Linked DNA regions of Mus musculus: all the other regions are linked to region 7. The links are chromatin contacts, called in public ChIA-PET, Hi-C, HiChIP or PLAC-seq, Micro-C and promoter capture Hi-C maps. All regions are on one chromosome and are shown on one strand. The core of a region is the stretch at or near the end of the contact, and the rest is flanking DNA. Distances in the headings are between cores, read along the strand shown. Region 1 holds the start of Pithd1 (PITH (C-terminal proteasome-interacting domain of thioredoxin-like) domain containing 1). Region 2 holds the start of Hmgcl (3-hydroxy-3-methylglutaryl-Coenzyme A lyase). Region 3 holds the start of Srsf10 (serine and arginine-rich splicing factor 10). Region 4 holds the start of Kdm1a (lysine (K)-specific demethylase 1A). Region 5 holds the start of Fuca1 (fucosidase, alpha-L- 1, tissue). Region 6 holds the start of Gale (galactose-4-epimerase, UDP). Region 7 holds the start of Hnrnpr (heterogeneous nuclear ribonucleoprotein R).

What was found. A called contact is a pair of places that touch in the nucleus more often than the background predicts. ChIA-PET counts read pairs in DNA pulled down with a chosen protein or histone mark. HiChIP or PLAC-seq counts read pairs in DNA pulled down with a chosen protein or histone mark. Capture Hi-C pulls out chosen DNA fragments and counts their contacts.
Region 1: a contact with region 7 is called in a promoter capture Hi-C map of pancreatic islet. The contact joins the promoter of Pithd1 here to the promoter of Hnrnpr in region 7. A contact is called at or near these places in 5 of 39 promoter capture datasets (the C10 cell line, erythroid cells, frontonasal cranial neural crest and 2 more), 2 of 484 Hi-C or Micro-C datasets (embryonic stem cells and nephron progenitors), 7 of 115 datasets of contacts at active chromatin or transcription factors (the 230-238 cell line, the SCID.adh cell line, embryonic stem cells and 3 more) and 2 of 9 other capture datasets (adipose tissue and pancreatic islet).
Region 2: a Hi-C map of regulatory T cells shows a contact between it and region 7, with 6 times the contacts expected there. The contact joins the promoter of Hmgcl here to the promoter of Hnrnpr in region 7. A contact is called at or near these places in 1 of 15 datasets of contacts at CTCF or cohesin (the NIH/3T3 cell line), 2 of 484 Hi-C or Micro-C datasets (muscle stem cells and regulatory T cells), 5 of 115 datasets of contacts at active chromatin or transcription factors (the 230-238 cell line, bone marrow-derived macrophages, embryonic stem cells and 2 more) and 3 of 9 other capture datasets (adipose tissue, liver and pancreatic islet).
Region 3: a Micro-C map of embryonic stem cells shows a contact between it and region 7, with 7 times the contacts expected there. The contact joins the promoter of Srsf10 here to the promoter of Hnrnpr in region 7. A contact is called at or near these places in 1 of 39 promoter capture datasets (pre-B cells), 2 of 484 Hi-C or Micro-C datasets (CD4 T cells and embryonic stem cells), 6 of 115 datasets of contacts at active chromatin or transcription factors (the SCID.adh cell line, bone marrow-derived macrophages, embryonic stem cells and 3 more) and 1 of 9 other capture datasets (adipose tissue).
Region 4: a contact with region 7 is called in an H3K27ac HiChIP or PLAC-seq map of epiblast stem cells. The contact joins the promoter of Kdm1a here to the promoter of Hnrnpr in region 7. A contact is called at or near these places in 15 of 39 promoter capture datasets (the 3T3-L1 cell line, the C10 cell line, the HPC-7 cell line and 10 more), 9 of 484 Hi-C or Micro-C datasets (CD4 T cells, CD8 T cells, the N1E-115 cell line and 5 more), 33 of 115 datasets of contacts at active chromatin or transcription factors (the 230-238 cell line, the SCID.adh cell line, SST interneurons and 21 more) and 4 of 9 other capture datasets (adipose tissue, liver, macrophages and 1 more).
Region 5: an H3K4me3 HiChIP or PLAC-seq map of embryonic stem cells shows a contact between it and region 7, with 11 read pairs. The contact joins the promoter of Fuca1 here to the promoter of Hnrnpr in region 7. A contact is called at or near these places in 2 of 115 datasets of contacts at active chromatin or transcription factors (bone marrow-derived macrophages and embryonic stem cells) and 2 of 9 other capture datasets (liver and pancreatic islet).
Region 6: an RNA polymerase II ChIA-PET map of memory CD8 T cells shows a contact between it and region 7, with 62 read pairs. The contact joins the promoter of Gale here to the promoter of Hnrnpr in region 7. A contact is called at or near these places in 3 of 39 promoter capture datasets (liver, neural stem cells and pre-B cells), 2 of 484 Hi-C or Micro-C datasets (CD4 T cells and natural killer cells), 6 of 115 datasets of contacts at active chromatin or transcription factors (cardiomyocytes, embryonic stem cells, large pre-B cells and 2 more) and 3 of 9 other capture datasets (adipose tissue, liver and pancreatic islet).

What each region holds. Positions count from the first base shown.
Region 1 is chr4:135,985,798-135,988,625 of GRCm38.p6, reverse strand. Pithd1 (PITH (C-terminal proteasome-interacting domain of thioredoxin-like) domain containing 1) reads left to right here and starts at 1,382. Exons shown (of 6, transcript NM_025411.4): 1 at 1,382-1,688; 2 at 2,191-2,234; 3 at 2,608-2,685. The coding sequence starts at 1,491.
Region 2 is chr4:135,944,844-135,947,760 of GRCm38.p6, reverse strand. It overlaps Hmgcl (3-hydroxy-3-methylglutaryl-Coenzyme A lyase), which reads right to left and starts at 1,313. Exons shown (of 9, transcript NM_008254.3): 1 at 1,221-1,313. The coding sequence starts at 1,280.
Region 3 is chr4:135,854,339-135,857,334 of GRCm38.p6, reverse strand. It overlaps Srsf10 (serine and arginine-rich splicing factor 10), which reads right to left and starts at 1,264. Exons shown (of 6, transcript NM_001080387.2): 1 at 1,044-1,264. The coding sequence starts at 1,108.
Region 4 is chr4:136,601,286-136,603,985 of GRCm38.p6, reverse strand. Kdm1a (lysine (K)-specific demethylase 1A) reads left to right here and starts at 1,263. Exons shown (of 20, transcript NM_001347221.1): 1 at 1,263-1,754. The coding sequence starts at 1,401.
Region 5 is chr4:135,919,228-135,922,070 of GRCm38.p6, reverse strand. It overlaps Fuca1 (fucosidase, alpha-L- 1, tissue), which reads right to left and starts at 1,345. Exons shown (of 8, transcript NM_024243.4): 1 at 921-1,345. The coding sequence starts at 1,267. Cnr2 (cannabinoid receptor 2 (macrophage)) reads right to left here. Exons shown (of 2, transcript NM_009924.4): 2 at 1,852-2,843.
Region 6 is chr4:135,962,333-135,965,032 of GRCm38.p6, reverse strand. It overlaps Gale (galactose-4-epimerase, UDP), which reads right to left and starts at 1,308. Exons shown (of 11, transcript NM_001356493.1): 1 at 1,245-1,308. Hmgcl (3-hydroxy-3-methylglutaryl-Coenzyme A lyase) reads right to left here. Exons shown (of 9, transcript NM_008254.3): 9 at 2,365-2,700.
Region 7 is chr4:136,309,346-136,312,237 of GRCm38.p6, reverse strand. Hnrnpr (heterogeneous nuclear ribonucleoprotein R) reads right to left here and starts at 1,296. Exons shown (of 11, transcript NM_001277121.1): 1 at 1,149-1,296.

The sequences.
Region 1 (2,828 bases), core at 133-2,632, 320 kb after region 7:
TGGGATTAAAGGTGTGCTCCACTGTGCCCGGCTTCTTTTTTTTTTTTTTTTTTTTTTCCCTTAAGATTTATTTTATGTATATGAGTACACTGTAGCTGTCTTCAGACACACCAGAAGAGGGCATTGGATCCCATTACAGGTGGTTGTAAGCCACCATGTGGTTGCTGGGAATTGAACGCAGGACCTCTGGAAGAGCAGTCAGTGCTCTTAACCACTGAGCCATCTCTCCAGCCCACATGTTGAGTTCTTGAATCACATTCTTCCCTTACTATTCAGTGTGACTACTCAACAGATACTATCCTGCCCACGGAACAGAGAAAAATGACTCAGAATAGGAAAAGGTGATATTTTCCTAGTGTCACACCGTCAGGGACAGACCCAGCATTCTCACCCCAGGTCTGGTGGTGAGTATACCTTCTATCAAGAAGGTAGCTATGGGCTATGAAGATGACTCAGCGGCTAAGAGCATTTGCTGTGGAAACACAAGGACAGAGTTCAAATCTCCAGCAGTCACATAAAAGCCAAGCACAGGCCCAGCAGCAAGCCCAGCTTTGGAGGGTGGAGCCTAGAAGCTCGCTGACCATTTAGCCTAGTCTAAATGGTGAGCCTCGAGTCCGGTGAGAGACTGCATCAAAAAAATATGATGCTGCTGAGCAGGATGGCCCATGCCTTCAATCCCAACGCCCCGGAGGCGGAGGCAGATGGATTTCTGTTGCGTTTTATGCCAGTCTGATCTACACAGTGAGTTCCAGGCTCAGTAGATAGTTCCAGCCAAAACTAGGTAGTAAGACACTTTATTAAGGGAAAGAGCGCGATAAGCCACAGAAGACACCAAATAGATAGATAGATAGATAGACCCATGATAGATATATAATAAATGTAACTAATTAAATCTAACACCAGATTTGGTGGTGCGTGCCTTTAATCCCTGAATTTGGGATTTGGAGGCAGGAGGGTCAGGAGTTGAAGGTACATAGATCATCTGAGGTCAGCCTGGGGCACATGAGAAACTAGCTTAAAAATATGGAAGGAAAGGCGGAGAAAGGAGACAGAGAAGGAAAAGAGGCGGGAGAAAGTAGGGGGTAAACAGATGAGGTTAACAGGGCGTCAGGGGGAGAGAGGAGGCAAGCTTTGCTGTGCTGTCGGCCCCGCCTTATCCACCACGCCGGAGAAAGGTGGCCGCTAGGGAAGAAAGCGCACGCTTTGGCTCGGGAGGGGAGGATTCGCGTCCCTGCCACGCGTCCCCAGCCCTACAGTTTCCACGCTTGAACGGTACCACTGAGCGACACCGCCAGCGTCCAGCTCTGCTGGCGCAGGTCCACGTCAATCCCTCCCGGCCCCGCCCTCTGGGCCGCGCGCGCATGCGCCGCGCAGGGGCGCCTTTTACGACGCCTCGGTGGCGGCGCTTGGCGGTCGTCGCGGAGCCGAGTGAGCTCCGGGTGAGCGGCGGTGCCGAGGGAGTCACAGGCGAGCCGGCGGGCGGCGTCGCCATGTCGCACGGCCACAGCCACGGCGGGGGCGGCTGTCGCTGCGCCGCTGAGCGCGAGGAGCCGCCCGAGCAGCGCGGCCTGGCCTACGGGCTGTACCTGCGCATCGACCTGGAGCGACTGCAGTGCCTCAACGAGAGCCGCGAGGGCAGCGGCCGCGGCGTCTTCAAGCCGTGGGAGGAGCGGACCGACCGCTCCAAGGTGGGCGGCCCGGGAGCCCCGGGGCCTCGCAGGGTAGACAGACAGGGAAACTGAGGCCCAGAGGAGCAAGGTGGGCGCTTTACCTCCCTTCCGAGGCGGCGAGGGCATGTGAGGGAGGAGAGCAGAGAGGACTGCTGTCTCTTCCTCTGACCATTGGTCCAGATGGCTGTCCGATGGCCTCACCTGGCCTGGGGTCGCGATCCGTACTTCTAACCTGGAACCCAGACCCCTTTGAGAGCCATTTGAAGGTTCTCCAGAAGGGTACACAGAAGCACTGGTCTTTTGAGTTCGCAGCCTGGGAAACCCCCATTAGAATCCCTCTAAGAGGGGCCGTGGTGATTAGAATATGGAGACTGAGCAGCTCCCAGCTATGAGGACCTGGGCGCGGGTTGTTGGGACAGGTCCATTTGCATCGCGACTCAGTTTGTAGAACAGGGAGGCCAGATGCCTGAAATTGTAGTTTCTCAGCAGATATCTGTTGCTTCCTCCCCATGCACCGCAGTTTGTTGAAAGTGATGCGGACGAAGAGCTCCTGTTTAATATTCCGTAAGTATCTCCTTGGCTCTTGCCTCAGGCAAACTGGGCTGTACCCAGTTGTCTCTTCGGATGACTTCATTTGATGGCTATGTCAAGAGTGCACACCTGTGTCTAGAAATGGGGTAGATTTTCTTTGGTGGGTTTGAGAAAGTAAGTATAGGAGCTTGTGTGTGTGTGTGTGTGTGACTACACATGCATTTGTCGAATTATAATTGAGGTGATTACATTTCTTGGAGGTATGGAATGACAGGGTCTTTGAAAGGACTACAGGTGGCAGATGAGTCAGCTGAGCTAAAAGGGAAGGGTCTTGTCAGAGTCACATGGCTGCTGGTCCTCAGGGTTCAATCCCAGGTAGACAACCTTCTCTTTGGAATTCTGGCAGGTTTACGGGCAATGTCAAGCTGAAAGGCGTCATCATAATGGGCGAGGATGATGACTCGCACCCCTCGGAGATGAGACTGTGAGTAGTGAGGGCTTCGGCCCTCGGGAGACTCCCACCTAGCTTTTGCTGGTATATTTTATTCCAGGGATATGGAGATGGCTCAGTGGGTTAGAGGGCTTGCTGCATCAAGTATGGGGGATCAGAGTTCAACAACAGGTTGG
Region 2 (2,917 bases), core at 64-2,563, 360 kb after region 7:
AAGAAACTTTGTCTTAGATAGATAGATAGATAGATAGATAGATATTATGACCCACCATGTTACTTAATTCTCATTCTCTCCCCCTCTCCCCCTCGGGTTTATTTCCTTAACTTTTCACGTTGATATTTGCCTTTTCATTTGATCCCTGAGCAATCATTGGAAGTGGGTAGACTAAAGATGCAGAAGTGGCTTTCTTTTTCTTTCCCATTTTTTTTGTTTTTGTTTTTTTTTTTTTTTGTTTTTTTTTTGTTTTTGTTTCTTTCGACACAGGGTTTCTCTGTGTAGTCCTGGCTGTCCTGGAACTCGCTTTGTAGACCAGGCTCCCCTCGAACTCAGAAATCCGCCTGCCTCTGCCTCCCGAGTGCTGGGATTAAAGGCGTGAGCCACCATGCCCGGCCAGAAGTGGCTTTCTGGGCTTTCTGAGAGGCACCCACGAGCTGCAAGGAAAGTAGTTTTTCCAAGTGCTAATACAATGCCTAAACTCCCCAACATAAAATCGTAACAGCGCCATCACAGAGCTGAGGGTGTAGCAGTGACGCTGGCGCTGATCGCTCCTAAGTCCAACTCTCACAAAGCACCACCACCGACTGACTGGTCACTCACTAAATCATCCTGAGACTCTGCATTTTACGTATAAGCAAGCTGAGTACACACCTCTGTCACTCAGCCTAGAAAGTGGCAGATCACCCGGACACCAGTTTGCGGTTTAGCCAGCACAGCTCTTTTTGCCCCCCCCCCCTTCCTTCAAATAACTGCGCGTGGTCAGAATGCCAGGACCAAACATGCCCAAAGGACAGTTCTGAGGGAATCCCTGTCCGGCCCACGCGATCCAAGTTCTCCCCAGGCGTCCATAAAAGCAACAAGGGCCGAGTAAGGCGGCAGACAGGGATGCTTGTGTTTCCCACACTGAACACTGTTTTCCACTAATGAAGGGCCGGAGAGATCCGAAGCTCAAATAGGGGAAGGAGTCAGGGTCACCGTAAGGGAGGTAGGACGCCCAGGATGGTGTCCCCGGTCTCCACAGTCACAGCGGGTCGATTCTCTTCCCGCCGCCTCAGTTTCCCCGTTTCTTGCAATGGATCTGAGCCAGACCGGCTGGGTCCGGAACTCTCAAATCCTCCCGGCAACAGTCCCTCGAGCGGTCCCGCTCCTCCGCCTGTCACAGCAGCTGAGGAGGCCCGCCCGATCCCATGACTGTCACCCGCCTGGGGAGCACTTACAGCCCGGAGGGACGTCAAGCCCACCAGCCTCCGCGGGAAAGCCTTCCTCACTGACGCCATCTTCACTCCGGAGGCCAACCCACTGGGCACCACGTGACCGCCGATCCCTCTGTGGGCGTGGTTAGGGCCGGAGGCGGTGCATCGCTCCTCTTGTGAGGCTCCCAGTTTGGTTCCTCCCCTCAGCCTGTCTGTTTTCTTTTCCTACTCCCCTCTAAGTAGCTCTACCCTCCAATCATGCCCACTCCATGATTTTCTGAACACGTGTCCCATGAAGAGCCATGACATTTGACAGCCCATGTGTAGATCCCGAGATTTTTTTCACCTCCACCTGCTTCCCCCACGTCTTAAATCACGCCCGGTTCCAATCCAGGGCCATTTATCTGCCTTCTGAAAGGCGTTGTGTTCCCAGGGCGTGTTGGGGTTGAAGATGACTGGGAAGCTGGTGGGCCAAGCCGATGGCTCCTTTAGTCTTAAAGGAACAGGGAAGGCAAGAAGGCCTAGGTTAGCGAAGGACTGCTATAACTGTGGGCTTCTAGGGGCTACTACTGGTGCTCGGGTGACTTGTGAAACCCTGAAGCTAGCCATTAGGAAATCATTGTGTCCCTGTGTATACACTGTCTTACTTCCTTCTTGTCTTCCCGTCCTCAGCCTCAGTGGGGAAGTCTTCAAATGACTAAACATGCGTGTGCATCATGCAGAATGGCGCAGATCCCGCCCCAAAGGTTAAGGTCACAAAGTAGAATATAAAGGTTCACTGTGGAGCTGGTGAGATGGCTCAGCGGGTAAGAGCACTGACTGCTTTCCCGAAGGTCCCGAGTTCAAATGGTGGCTCACAACCACCTGTAGTGAGATCTGGCCCTCTTCTGGTATGTCTGAAGACAGCGACCATGTACTTATTAAATAAATCTTTGGGCCTGAGTGAGTGGTGGCCGACTAGAGCGAGCAGATGTCCTAAAATTAAATTTCCAACAACCACATGAAGGCTCACAACCATATGTACAGCTATAGTGTACTCATATACTCCATGTAGACCAGGCTGACCTAAACTCAGAGATCTGCCTGCCTCTACTTCTGCCTACTAAGTGCTGGAGTTAAAGATATGTGCCACGATGGCCACCAAAGTTTTAAATTATTACTAGTGTATTTACTTCATGTGCATGGCTGTTTTGCCTACATGTAAGTCTATGTAGAACACCTGTGAGGCCATAAGAGTGAAGCAAGAAAAACATCTTTGCTAAATCCTGACCTGACCTTGGGCTGACATTGAGGTCAGCTTGACCCTCAGGCACTTACAGGAATTTTTGCTAACCTGCTCTGGCCTGCTTTTGTAACCACAAGGCTTTCTGCTCCCATCAAGCAAAAACAAACCTGTCTCCACCTCTACTTTGTTTTTTTTTTAATATTTACTTATTTTATGTATATGAGTACAGTGTAGCTGTACAGATGGTTGTGAGCCTTCATGTGGTTGTTGGGAATTGAATTTAGGACCTCTGCTTTCTCCGGCCCACCCCACTCACTCCTGCCCAGAAGAGGCCGTCAGATCTCATTACGGGTGGTTGTGAGTCACTGTGTGGTTGCTGGGATTTGAACTCCGGACCTTCAGACTCTTACTTGCTGAGCCATCTCACCAGCCCTGTTTTTTGGTTTTTGTTTTGTTTTTGTTTTTCCGAGACAGGGTTTCTCTATGTATCTCTAGC
Region 3 (2,996 bases), core at 15-2,514, 450 kb after region 7:
ACATACTTCATACTTAAGTATTAAAACGACAAAATGGAAAAATTTTTAAGTCGTTAATTAACCACTTTTGTTTTATGCGTAATGACAAAGAGGATACAAAACTCCACAAAACAAGAAAAACCCAAAACCTCAGTTTTTCTTCGGAGTTTATTTTGTACGAACACGAAGAGTAATCCTGTGATAAAAATCTCTTCTGAAAAATTCCGAAGGCAATTCAAAGCAAAGGACAAGCTGTGAAAACAAAGCCCTTTACCAGGCGAGACTCGAACTCCCAGACCCGTCTTCTGAGTGCTGGGGCTACGCCCGGAGACAAGGCGGACTTTTATTAAAAGTACCGCCTCCGTTCACCCAAGTTAATCACGAAGGTCCCTAACGGGAGCGGTCTCTCCAGCACCTCGTTTTCAAAGAGATTTCCGCGAAAACACGTGGATCACTCCATTTAACCGAAAAATTGTTACACTCGCCCCAATCTCCACGACTCCTCTCCCCCACAGCAATCTCGAATCCACTCATCACCATCCACACAGATGGGGGAGATGGAGCTGCAAACCCTCCCCTCCGCTATCCCGTTATCCCACTCGCATCTTTTCCATCTTCTGACTTCGTAGCCCGAGCTGACCTCCGACTCGCGCCGATCCTCCCGCCTCGGCTTCCCCGAGTGCTGGCCTGGGCCGCCCCGCCTGGCAACCCTTTTCCCGTTTTCAACAACAAAAATCCCTTTCAGGCCGAGGGGGGCGTGCACCTCATGGAACGTGGACGTCGGATCCATGAGGGACACACACGTCCGGCCCGCCGGCTCGGCCCAGCCGCCGAGCACGCGGGGGAGGACGGGGCCCCCGAATGCCCGCCACGCGGCCCTCACGCCTGCTCGCTCGCCAGCGCTCGGCCCGGTGTCCGCCCTTGCTCCTGCAGGCCGGCGGCGCGGCCTAGAGCCGGCGCGGGCCCCGCCATCTTCGCCCCGCCCCTCCCCCGCGCCACGGCCGCCGCTCGCCGGGCGCCCGCGGCCTCCCTCCCCCGCGCAGTAGCTGCTCCGGTGCGCTCACCTGGTGTCGTCCGCCACGTTCCTGACGAACAGAGACGTGTTAGGGGGGCGCAGGTATCGGGACATGGTGGCGGCGGGACTCTGGGCCGGCGGCGCTAACGGGCTCGGGCAAACCGTCCGCAGCTCCGGCGGCGGCTCACATCCACTCACACCACACTCGCACAGACCCAGAGGGCTCCGCTACGGCAACTGCCTCTTCTCGCGAGACTTGGCTCCCGCCTCCAGGCCCCCTCCCACCTCCCGCCCCGCAGCACCGGCGGAGGGGGACAACGGCTTTTTCCCGCGAGATCTCTGGGCGTGCGCGCGCCGCCGGCCTGACGCGCGCACCGCGGCCTCGCTGCCGTTCATTGGCTCCAGGCGCGGGCTCCTCCCCTCCCCCTCTTTCTTTCTTTAGCGCTGCGCTTTCCCGCCCTTTCCCGCCCGGCCGAGCCCGCCATCCCTCCTCCTCTCGGCGAGCGCTCGGGTTAAACTACCATGACCGGGCTCGGGAGCCTCGGAGCCAGCTAGAGGCTGCTCCGGAATCCGCTGTTCGGAGTTGCGCCTGGGCTTCTTATCAGATCTCTGGCCAGAGAGAGGAACTTAGAGATTCTTTGTGGGGTTTGGGGGAGGGGCAGAGCTTTCGGCGTGCCGTGCGTGCAACTCTCTGCCTTTGCTGCACATCCGCGTCACCTAGGCACGCAATTCCCTCCCCGTGAGACCCGGGCCCTGCTGTCCTTGTCTCTGTTGCTCACATGCAAGGTGCCTGAACCCCTTTTCCAGCCTTGAAGAGGTGGTGTTTGTCTCTTTGTTGTTTTCTGGGGATCCAATCTAGGTCCTTGGATTTGCTAGCCAAGTTTCTTCCCACAGACCTGCCTGCACCCTAAGACAGACACTGCCCACTCACCCCGGCCCATCGTCCCCCTCTTGCTCCAGTCCCCCTCCAACTTTCAGTCCTCATCATGGGACTCCCCAGCTACAAAAAAACCTTGGCTAGCTGGTTTGCTTTTCTCCCTCTCCTTTTTTCTCCTCTCTTCTCCCTCCCCTCCCTCTCTCTAGCGCCTCCTCCCCTCTATTCCCCACGTTGAGGGAGCGGGCTCAGTGCTTTGTTACTAGTTCCCTCTTTGGCCTCCTAGGGCACCCATACACAAGTGGGCAATACACTTAGATTTTTATTATTGTTTTTGTGTGTGTGGTTTTTTGTTTGTTTGTTTGTTTGCTTGCTTTTCGAGACAGGGTTTCTCTGTACAGCCCTGGCTGTCCTGGAACTCACTTTGTAGACCAGGCTGGCCTCGAACTCAGAAATCCACCTGCCTGTGCCTCCCAAGTGCTGGGATCAAAGGCGTGCGCCACCACTGCCCAGCGCCCTGTTTTTAAATATGGCTTATATGCGTTAATATCTACGGAGTTCAAACTTATGAGTGAGAAGATGCACACATCACTTCCCTCACATACATCACACAGTCTCTGGTAAACATGAGGACTGCGGAGAGAATGAGAGTATGACCAAGAAGAAAAGCAAGAAGTCCAACACCCCTTGACCACCAGGCTTTTGGGCACGTTGTGCAATTTACCAAACAGCAGCTCTGCCAAAGGAGTGGTGTGAAGGAGGCTGTACCGAAGGCCTTCAGGAAAGTACTGCCCGCTGGGAATGCGTCTTCAGTATTTTGTTTGAATCTTTGCTTTATTGCAAGATGGTATAATTGATTTAAATTATAATTTGGTCATCTGGGTGGGGGAATAAGTTGCTGCAAATCTTTTTGTTCGAAAGCGACTAGAGAGGTGGCTCAGCGGTTAAGAGCACGCGCTGCTCTTCCAGAGCACGGACCTGAGTTCAGTTCCAATGTAGGTGGCTCACAGCCGCCTGCAACTCCATCTCTAGGGGATCCAGCACCCTCTTCTGACTTCTGCGGGCACCGGCACACCCATACCCACACACACATGCTCACATTTCTCTCTTTCTGTTTAAAAGCGCAGG
Region 4 (2,700 bases), core at 14-2,513, 290 kb before region 7:
TTTTGGGAAATGGACTGACCTTGCTTTTTGGCTTCTGTAGTTCTGCTTCTGGCTAACTGAAGCTTTTAAAAAAGTTTTATTTATTATTTCTAAGTACACTGTAGCTGTCTTCAGACACACCGGAAGAGGGCATCAGATCCCATTACAGATGGTTGTGAGCCACCATGTAGTTGCTGGGAATTGAACTCAGGACCTCTGAAAGAGCAGTCACTTCTCTTAACCACTGAGCCATCTCTCCAGCCCCCCATCTCCCCAGGCCCCAAGTAAATACTTTCTATTGGCTTAAACCCATGCCTGCATTCTTCTCTGGTGAATATCTCATAGCCCCCCAACATCCTATACATCTCAACATCTCATGAATAAAACACCCACATTCACAACATTAGAAAGAACTGACCAAGCCGGGCAGTGGTGGCACATGCCTTTAATCTCAGCACTTGGGAGGCAGAGGCAGAGGCAGGTGGATTTCTGAGTTAGAGGCCAGTCTGGCCTACAAAGTGAGTTCCAGGACAGGCTGGGCTATACAGAGAAACCCTGTCTCGGAAAAACCAATCCCCCACCCCCCTCCCCAAAAAAGAAAAAAAGAAAAGAAAGAACTGACCTAGGTTGAAGAAGTGTTATGCGCCTGGAGATGAGAGGCATGGAGGAGGAGGCATGGTGGCGAGCATGTGCAGCCTCAAGAAAGAAAATAAACACGGCTTGGAGGCAAGAGCGAGTCCACTTTGACTCAAACCAGAAATTCCTCATTTCTCTCTATTTTATTACCGTGGAAATTCGTGCACTCTTTATTTCCCCACAGTCCAAGCAGGGCCATTATGAAGCTAGTTTCCCTAGCTCTAGGGATAACTCGGGGCCATATACATTCTGGGCCAGTGCTCTAAAGGTTGAGTTACAGAGCACAGGATAATTAAGTGATCATTAATTAAGTTGTACTTCAGAGTGTTCCCCTGTCTCAATTAGGTAGTAAGCCCTCTGAAAGCCGGAATTCCATAATCCACCCCTTGTCCTGCAGGGAGAGTGAATGTTATTAGTTGAAGTGACTAGTGTATGGGGTGAATATTGAGAGTCCTTGATGAAAACGGTCGGGCTCAGAACCCGAAGTCAGGCGGATATGCTGGGTCGCACTCCCAATCGCAGGGGGCGCTCTAGGTCAGCCTCGCGATCGGAGCTGCGGCGCCGCTCTAGCCTCCAGGACGTCGCTCTCTGGTCTTGAGCCGGGGACAAGCGGCTGCTTTTTTGTCCTGGTGCGGCGGGAGCGCGCAGGGCGCGTGCGCACGCGGGGGTGTTTGGCTTCGCACGGAGCGTGAGAGGTGCGGGGCGGAGAGGCGCGAGGCGGCTGCGGACCCACGGAGCGGCAGACCGATCGGCCCCTGCGGCCCGCGGCGGCCAGGCGGCCCGAGATGTTGTCTGGGAAGAAGGCGGCGGCGGCGGCAGCGGCAGCGGCGGCGGCGGCGGCTGCTGGGACCGAGGCCGGGTCCGGGGCGGCGGGCGGTGCCGAGAACGGCTCTGAGGTGGCCGCGCCGCCCGCGGGCCTGACGGGCCCCACCGACATGGCTACGGGGGCGGCGGGCGAGCGCACTCCCCGAAAGAAGGAGCCTCCGCGGGCCTCGCCGCCCGGGGGCCTAGCCGAGCCGCCGGGGTCTGCTGGGCCCCAGGCGGGGCCCACAGCCGGGCCCGGCTCCGCGACGCCCATGGAGACCGGAATAGCCGAGACCCCGGAGGGCCGACGGACCAGCCGGCGCAAGCGGGCCAAGGTGAGGCCGTGATCGAACCGCTGGTCCCGGGGACCGGAGTGGGGCCGGGGGAGGGGAGGCCCGGCCTTTGTGCGGGGACCCGGTGTATCGGGCGCTGGAGGGTGTGACCCTGATGGTCTGACTGGGAAAGATGGCTTCCCGACGCGTTTGTCTACCTGTGTGTCTGATGTGTGCGGACGGCGGACGGCTTCTGGGTTGTGTACACCGGGGAGATGGGTGTGATGCTCTAAGAGTCAAGCTGCATGAAAAGAAAGAGACTTTTTCTTTGTTTTTGAAAGGTCTTGCTGTACGCCAGGTACGCGTAGACTCTTATTTCTTTCTTTCTTTTTTTTAAAGATAAAATAATAAAATATACAAAAACCAATCGTTTATTGTGCGTGTGCGAGTTGGGGTCATAGGATAGCTCGCCTGAGTCCTTCCTGTCTTTCCGCCATGCTAAGGAATCGAACTGAGGTTGTCAGGCCTGGAGGCCAGCGCTTTCTTGGGGCCCGGGTAGACTTTTTCAAATTGTGGAAGCGAATGAAGAATACCAGTTGGACACGGGGCGAATATAAAGATAAAGATTTGGCATCAAATCCAACACTATCCACAGATAACCTCTGTCTCACACCCCAGTATGCCAGATGGTGCATTTGGCACAGGGCCAGCGTTTTTCGTTTTCCCAAACACCACTGGACTGGTATTGTTAGCTTCATTTTAAGAATGAGTAAAAAGAGGTTTGCAGTTTCAGAGTTTGGTGTTTTGACAAGGTGTAATTCGATATTGAAACAAACAAACAAACAAACAAACAACCCTCTGGGTCAGTAACCTTGCTAAGCATTGGTGTGGCTTTATTGCACAGTATTAGCCTTAACCAGAGATGCTTAATCTGATGGGGAAATTGGAAATACATATGGGTTTGTAATAAATACAAGAAGTAGTCTAAGGGGCTGGAGAGGTGGCTCAG
Region 5 (2,843 bases), core at 96-2,595, 390 kb after region 7:
CTTTCTGGAGCTTTCACTTCCAGATCATAGACCTGCAGTCTAGGACACCAGGCTCCTTCCTCTCCTTCCTCTCTCTGGGCTAGTTACCTCGTCCATTAAACAGGAAGTCTGGAAAAAGGCTGGAGTTCAACTTTGTAAATTACGGCTCTCAAGATGGCAAGATGACAGATTTCTGTTCCCTCAGGCCTTTTACTTGGCGAAAATACTAAGTGCCAGCTATACACAGCCTTTCCCTTCGGGGGAGAAAACCTAACGTCCCGAGGGAATAAAAAGTCGGAGTTTGGCAGAAAATCAATGAAGAGAGCGGAGGACTACACTAAGCCAGGAGCGGGAGGCTGCCCTCACAGTGGCCAAATCCCGCGTCCAAAGTCAGCCAATATTTTCTCTGGCTTAGAGGGCTCTCAAAACGCACTTCCTCTGCAGGGCTTTGCCCAAACAACCCCCTTCCTCCTCTGAGTTCTACTATAAGCAAGTGAGAAGTGAGGGAGACCCCAACAAAGAGCAACCCCAAACTTCCATCCTTCCTTCTTCCTTTAGAGGCACAGGGCTACAAGGAAGTCAGGCGGCGCTTTTTTATAAGCTTCCACGGACGGACGCTACCCGTAGCCTAAGGGGACTGGTCAGATCTACAACTCAGGGCCACCGACGGGAATCTGGGCTGTGTTCTGGACCTTTCAAACGAGACACCGATGTAGCCTGATTCTAGTCTCTCTCCGCACAGGTGTACCACCCAGTGCTTTCCCGCCTTAATTTTATTTTATTTTATTTTATTTATTTATTTTTTTAACTGATCCTCAGCTGGATTCTCGTCTTTAGCGTCCTTCCTCCGAGATGCAGAACGTAGGGTCCTGGACCTTCCGAGGTCAGGCAGCGCCGGCTATGGCCTGCCTGCTCCCGCCTCGCGCCCGTCCCGCACTCACTTGGCCCCGGCAGCCTGAAAGAGTTCGGCCCACTGATCCGGGTGGAAGAAGCGCGCTGTGAACTGCGGTGCGAAGTCGGCGTAGCTGAAGCCGGGCGGGTAGTTTTCTGTCATGAAGCGCTGGTAGGCCGGCATCCGATCGCCCTGCCAGTGCCACCAGAACCATTCACTGCCCCAGGCGGGCACCGAGAACACCCCCCAGTGCACGAACACCCCGAACTTGGCCTCATCGAACCAGCTCGGCAGTGGCCGCGAGTCCAAGCTCTGCCAGTCCGGAGTGAAGCGGCGCGGAGCCAGGGCCACTGCCTGGGCCGCAGCCACTAGCAGCAGCAGCAGCAGCAGCAGCATCCCAGAGTCCACAGCCCACCACTCAAGTTCAGCTCCTACATCCTTGCTTCCGGGCCCGCACCGCCCCCCTCTTAACACGCAAGCGCCGGCGAGTAGCCCCGCCTCTCAGAGTAACGATTGGCTTGGAAGGAGAGGGGGTGGGGTCAGGCTTGCGGCTCTGGAGCGCCCTCTGGCATTGGAAGGGAGAAAGACTTAAGGCGGCGTTGCTGGTTCTGCTCTATTGAATTTAAATTCCGTAGACTCGCCTAAGGATTTAATTGCCGGATTCCCCGCAAGTGAGAAAGACCCAAGGTGTGGGGAAAACTGGGAGAAGTCCACGTTGTTGCACCAATCTTCAGGGGAAGGCTGAAGCCAGGTCGTTTTATTTAGTGACTATTTAGGAGCCGCGGGTTCTCTGTGCTATACCTCCAGCCAGCAGGTGGAGTTTAGCAGATTGGAGAGTTGCCGAAGAGATTGAGAAATAACAAGGTTAGAAGGAGCTTTATGCGGAGGGAGAGAAATGGCTGCTGAAAGATTAAGGGCAGACGTGGTTATTTTAGTCTATCTTTTGTCCGTTGAACTTAACAAGAACTCCGAGGAACTTAAACATTTTTTTAAAAAAAGATTTATTTACTTATTTTATGTATATGAGTACACCATCGCTCTCTTCAAACATACCAGAAGAGGGCATCAGATTCCATTACAGATGGTTGTGAGCCACCATGTGGTTGCTGGGAATTGAACTCAGGACCTCTGGAAAAGCAGTCTGTGCTCTTAACCACTAAGCCATCTCTCCAGCCCTAGACATTTTAATTTAATTTAGAATTGTAACTTAAATTTATTTTGAGGTAAGGGGGTCTCAACTAGCTCAGGCTGGCTTCGAACTTACAGCTACAGTAACTTTGCATTCCTGATCTTCCTGCTTGTACCTCAGGAGTGCTGGGATTACAGGTAGGGGATGGCACTGCCATTCCTGGTTTTAGGTAGTACTGACCTTTGAACCCAGAGATTTGCTCTTGCAGATGCAGCACTCTACTGACTGAGCTACACCTCAAAAACTTTGAGGGTCTCTCAGAGAGCTTAGTTAGCATCTAACTGAAGAAAACCTGACTCAGGAGTACAACACTTGCTTGGTACACCGGAAGGCCGGAGCTTCAGTCTGGCACCGCTAAACAAGCATGCCTGACCCACACACAGGGGACCACTGAGGCATGAGGGACCAGAAAAATTGAGAGCCAAGAGAACCCTCTTGCCCTGGGAAAATCTCTAAAACTCATATGGCCAGTCACCCAATTCCTCTACAGTCAGCACACGCCCAATGGTATATGGTGTGTGCCCATAACTTCAGGAAGTATGGGAGCCAGAAGTCACATGGTCCATATGGCACAAAGGTCTCCATGGTTGCAGAGATAACCACAGCATGTTAGAGCAATGAGAGGTTTTAATGGCCCTGGAGAGCATTGTTTTCCCCACCATTCCCAATTTACCGAGAAGGAAACCAAAGCAAGGTAAAGGGCGGGGGTTGATCAAGACCACATAAGTGTGGACCAAAGCTGGTGCAGGAATTCACAGCTGTGGAAACTGTATTCCCTCCTCC
Region 6 (2,700 bases), core at 59-2,558, 350 kb after region 7:
CATCAGACACACCATGCTGTCTAGTTCCTGTTGACAGAGGGTGGGAAGATGGGCCTTTTGAAGACCCACCCTTCCTGCCTCCATGTCTGGAGTATGGACAGTCTCGGGCAGAAGAACATCGCTTAAGAATGGGAGGCTAGGATACAGAAAAAGGGACCTGTCCCTGTAAACTGACACCTTTTCCCCGGAGCAAAAGGTTCCTGGGTTTGATGACTAACATCTAGTGCTCCAACAACCCTTCCCCTGGAAGGTCAGTTGGGAGGAAGCAGTAAGAACGCCAAATGGCCTCAAGGGTGGGGTCCTTAGCCAGGAAGGCTGTGCCCAGCTCAGAGGCTGCAGTGCCAACAGCCCTGGAGTGGGTAGGGCTTCACCCCACCCTGGGGCAGCCAATAGCTCAGCTTTGGCCCAGCTGACTTGGAGCCACAGATCCCGCCCAAGGAGGGCAGCACCAAGTGAGCCGGTGTCGACGTGGATTTGGCTCGCTCTCCGCTGCCAGGTGTGCATCCCCACCCTGAGCAAACTGCTGGGCGGACAGAGAGGCAGTCCACACAGTGAGGCCTTTCATTTTCACGACCTGGCTCGCTGCCGTCTTTCTCCGAGCTGCCTCAAGTTTCTGCTGGGGTTATTCTGCTGCAGCCCACTGGACGGGGCGTCCAGTGCGACCCAGAATCACTACCCCGCACTTGTGCGTTATTTTCCCAACATCTGGATGTGGCAGGTGTTTCTACCAGCCCTGGGTACTAGGGTCTGAGCCCAGAGGCAGTCGGCCTGGGGTCACACAGCAATAAGAACTGACTAAGGGGGATCCCCGAGACTATGCCCCGCGACTCCCTGCAGCTCCCGCATTGCGCGAAGACGCGGGGAGGCGGTCGCTGAGGGGACTCTGGTGGCAGAAAGGCTGCTCTGAGGTCGCTCCGCTCCGGACTAGGGGATGACCTTGGTCAGCGGTCCCCTCCTCAGTTTTCCCTGTCTGTACAAGGCAGGAGAGCGGATGCTGGGTCTCAGCAGCCTGGGCGAGGCGGAGCTTAGCTCTGGACTTCGGGTCTGGGCTGGGAGCAGGAGCGGGGAGCCGAGCCCCGAATGAATGGGCTCGGGTGGCCCCCGCTACGGTTGCGGAAAACGCGAGCAGAAGGGGTGAGCCTGGCCCTGTTCCGAACACGAACCGACCCTCTTGGAACCTCCTCGCTCCCCACCAAGCATTGGCCCTTCCGAGCTCACTAAGCCCTTCATTCTACCGGCCGAACCTGCGGAAGCTCCAGCGCTGACTCCAGGCACCGCCTCCCGCGACCAGCGCCGCGGCCCCTTTAAGACCTGACAGCCCAGCCCGACCCCGCCCCTCCACGCCCTCCAGGAAACGTGTGTACTGGGTTACTGCCTGGACGGCAACCCTGGAGGGACAAATGGTCTGCACAGGCTTTAAACGCCTGCGCAGTGCGCTTCCATCGAGGGCGGAAATGAGGGGTGCGGACGCCATCCGGTTACCGGCGGGCTGTTGAGGAGAAACAAGGTCGGGACTGGGCCCTTTCTAGTCCCTCCACTCAGAGCCACTGTTTGTGTCAAACCCTTGGTCGGGCAGCTCCAGTTGGAGGACATGGCTGGCCCGGGCTGCGTCCAAGTTCACGTGGGAAGAAACCCGCGATGGCGAAGGAACCTTGACATTCACAGTAGCAATTGCTGTGCCCATCGCTGAGCCGCTGCCTCCCTCCCCCAAAGCTGTGTTTGCGCACCTGCCCCCGTATAGGGACTCAAGACACTTTTGTCTCGGTTTAAGATACAAAGCGGGACCGGGCGGTGGTGGCACACGCCTTTAATCCCAGCATTCGGGAGGCTGCTCCTGCAGAGGCCCCGAGTCCTGTTTCTGGCACCCACATACCTACCGCCTCTCATTACATAGGATGCCATGCCCGCTTCTGACCTCCGTTGCACATACCATACATAGCTGGCATTCTCTCACAAATACATAAATGAAGCTAAATCTTTCCTGGTAGTACAGGTCTTCAGGCCCAGCAGAATTTCAGTGAGTTTATGAAAAGGGAAGCTGAAGATAGCTAGCGCGTGAATAAATAATAATAATAATAATAATAATAATACTGTCAAGTTGACCATTGTGGAAGTTTGTTATCTCACTGGAAGCAGATACAGATGGATCCCTGGGGTTCACTGGCCAGCCAGCCTAGTCTCCTTAGCTAGTTCCAGACCAGTAAGAGATCTATCTTCCTGATCTATCTTCCTGCTCTGGAAACAGGCACGTTCTCAGAAGCGAGTCCTAGGGTGTTCCCCACAGCAATGATTTCCAGTCAGTGGTCTGGGGGCTTGGGTGTGGCGATGGAAGAGATCCAAAGATGAACCAGCCACAAAACCTTCCCTCTTCCCTCAGAGCAATTTTACTCCTCCACCCATAAACACACGTTTGAATGTTATATTAGAAAATTAAACCTTTAATTACATAAGCTGTTTTCAAAAAAATCACACACAGAGTGGAGATTTCGTTGGCAGATGACCACAGATGCAGATCAACCCCCACCATTCCAGCAAATGCTCTGCTGGCATAAGGGGAAACTGCTCTCTGTCCTCAGAGGTAGAACAAAGGCCCTGCGGCGGTGGACATCAGCTCTGTTGGCAGGCAGACTCACCCAGGGCCATCCCAAGCAAGTGCTTAGGCACAGCTCTGGGGAGCTGGCCCAGGCCAGGCAGCTCTAG
Region 7 (2,892 bases), core at 47-2,546:
AGAGGGGGGATTCAACAACAATGCCACACAGCCAAACCATATTTCTGGATGCAGCAAATATTCTAACGTGACTGGAACCCTTTGACACAAACATTTTTGCAAAAAAAAGAAAATTACAAAATAAAGTCATTTAAATAAGATTTATAAGGACCGCTGGGAGACTCGGGAAGTCAGTACTAGCTTCTCCCTGACTTGTGGCGAACATCTCTAAGCAAAATGTTGAGAGACGGGCTTTTAAAAGAACCAAGGAAAGCTAACGGTTATCTCACAGCTCGGGAGTATCAAGCCTTTAATCACTACGACTGACTCCTGACACATTCTGCTTTTAAAGGGCAAGGGGGGGAAAAATCCCAAACAGGTAACGAGAAAGGACTGAACCTTTCAAGAACCCCTGGGCTTTCGTCTTAAAATTCTGGCCACATGGCTACTACCGTGTAAGAAAAAGAAGCGCTTTTCCAAACTGGAGCGCCTATGACATTCTCAGAATTACCTAGCTCAGGCGCCGCTCGAAACCAAGTGTCACGGCCTCTTAGTAGTCATTTTTTCCTTCAAATCCCGGCTCGAAGCATGCAGGTTGGGGATCGGGCGGGAGGCACCCCCCATACCTCGGCCCCTCGGCTCCGACTCCCGTAAAAGTTTGCTCCCGGCTCAGGTAACCCTGGGACTTGCACCCCGCCCTCGGCTCACCCCACCCCCTCGGGCGCGACCCGGTTATCAACACATCCCACAGGCCGCCGGGCGAGAGGCGGGCCAGGCCTGACCGCAGGCCTCGGGGGCAAGCACCGGGGTCAGGGGGAAACGCCTGAAACCCTTCGCCCGGACCGGGGCCGCGGACAGCGGCGGGCGGAGGCGGGAAAAAGCACCGCGAGACCGGCAGGCCGCACGGAGGACAGCGGACCGAGGGACCGGGGCACCGGAGGGGCTGAGAAGGATGAGCGACAGAGAGAGGAGGCGCCGCGGCGGGACTCAGGCCCGCGGCTGCGCGGCGGGCCGGAGCAGAAGCCGCCCCCGGCCCATCCCCACCCCCACCCTGGGGCCTCGGAGCAAAGACCCAAACTGCAGGCCAGGGCGCCGAGCCTGGACCCGGCCGAGTCCGGTCAGACCGGGACTCCCGGCCCCTCCCCCCCACGGGCCAGCGCGAGACTCACCAGGGCAGAGCTGGGGGCTGGCGGCCTGGCCCGTGAGAAGCAGCGCGAGGCGCTTTGAAAACGACAAGAAATGGCGCGCGCGCCACCCCCTCCCCCCCTCGCATGGACCGAGACGCGATCCCGGCAGCACGCGGGGTTTCCCGGAACTGCTTCCAGGGACTCCGTGCGGCCGACCAATCGGCCCACGAGACCGTATGACGGGCAGCTTGACGGGCCAATAAGAGAGAGGGGAAAGCGGCCCTCACGTCGGGGACTCCGAGGACCAATCGGTGTGGCCGTCGGGCTGAGCCAATGAGGGGTCTCAGCGCCACTGGCTGCGGCGCCTCCGGGGCGGGGGCATGCACACAAAGGGGTCTGTTGGTGGGAGCCCCTGGTAGTGGCGAGGCTGCGGGGCAGCGGGCCTTGCGTGGCCGAAGCTCCTCCCTCTTCTTCTACCACCGTTAAGAGGTTGAAAAATCTAGGCCTCCCGCCGCGTGGCCACCTCCGGAGCCCCGCCCCCTCGGGTCCCGGCGGCCACGCTCCGCAATGGCGCTGCTACCCCGCGCCGGAGTCCCTTATCTCCAATCCTCCCTCCCGCCGTTCTGAGCGTTAGGTCCCGAGCACACCCCATTCGCCACACGCTGGGCTCCATCAATAGATCATCTTGGCTCTAGTCAAAACACAACTTCAGGGTGACTTGACTCGTGTCGCTGGAGATTTCTCTGTAGAAAAGCATCCCTTAGAATGACTGGAGAAACTGCCTGTTTCCCTCCTTGGCTCTTCTCCTCACAGAATAACGTGGATCTGACTCAAGAGTGACGCTAACAGAAAGCAGGGACCCTTCGGAGTTTGGAGACTAGAGTAGGTAGGGTCACTGGATCAACGACTGAAAGCCAGGCAAGCGGGCAAAGGGTTCATTTCCAAGAAACTAATACCTGTTATTCATAAACCTCTCACCTGTCACTCCTGTCCCAACACTACCTCAGTGAAGAAGGTCAAGGGATCTGCTTCCAAACATATCTGGAGATCATGTTTCTCAAATCCTATAAACCAAAGTTTATTGTTAGTCTACCCATGCGTTTTTGAACGGACATGTGCAAAAGTGCACTTGATACGAACTTGATGGCCAATGTAGTAGTGCTGGGAGGTGGGGCCGGTAGTGGGAGGTGTTTCGGGCACTAGGACTCCACCCTCAAAGCATTAAAGCCGACTGATAGGCCTCCAGGCTGTGAGTTTGATGCCTGACTCTAGATCTTCTCTGCATCTTTTGCGCTTCCAGCGTAGGGAGACGGCCCTTATCCCCGCGTGCTCTCAATGTTGGACTTCCCTGCTTCCAGAACTGTAAATTGTAAAGCCTGTCCTAGGGGCTGGAGAGACGGCTCAAATGCAAGTTTAAAATCCTGACTGTGGCCCGGCAGTGGTGGCGCATGCCTTTAATCCCAGCACTCGGGAGGCAGTCAGGCGGATTTCTGAGTTCCAGGCCAGCCTGGTCTACAGAGTGAGTTCCAGGACAGCCAGGGCTATACAGAGAAACCCTGTCTCGAAACCCCGCCCCCCCACAAAAAAAAAACCTGACTGTGAATCTCCATCCACTTGAGTAAAAAGCCTGGCGTGACCGCATGCACCTGTAAACTCCAGTGCTGATGTAGACTGCAACCGGAGAATTGCTGTAGCTTGCTGCCAGTTTAGCTCCAGGGCGGAGGGTGGAAGAGCAGGACACTCACTTTCTTCCTCTGACCTTCGTCTGCACCTCCCTCCACACACA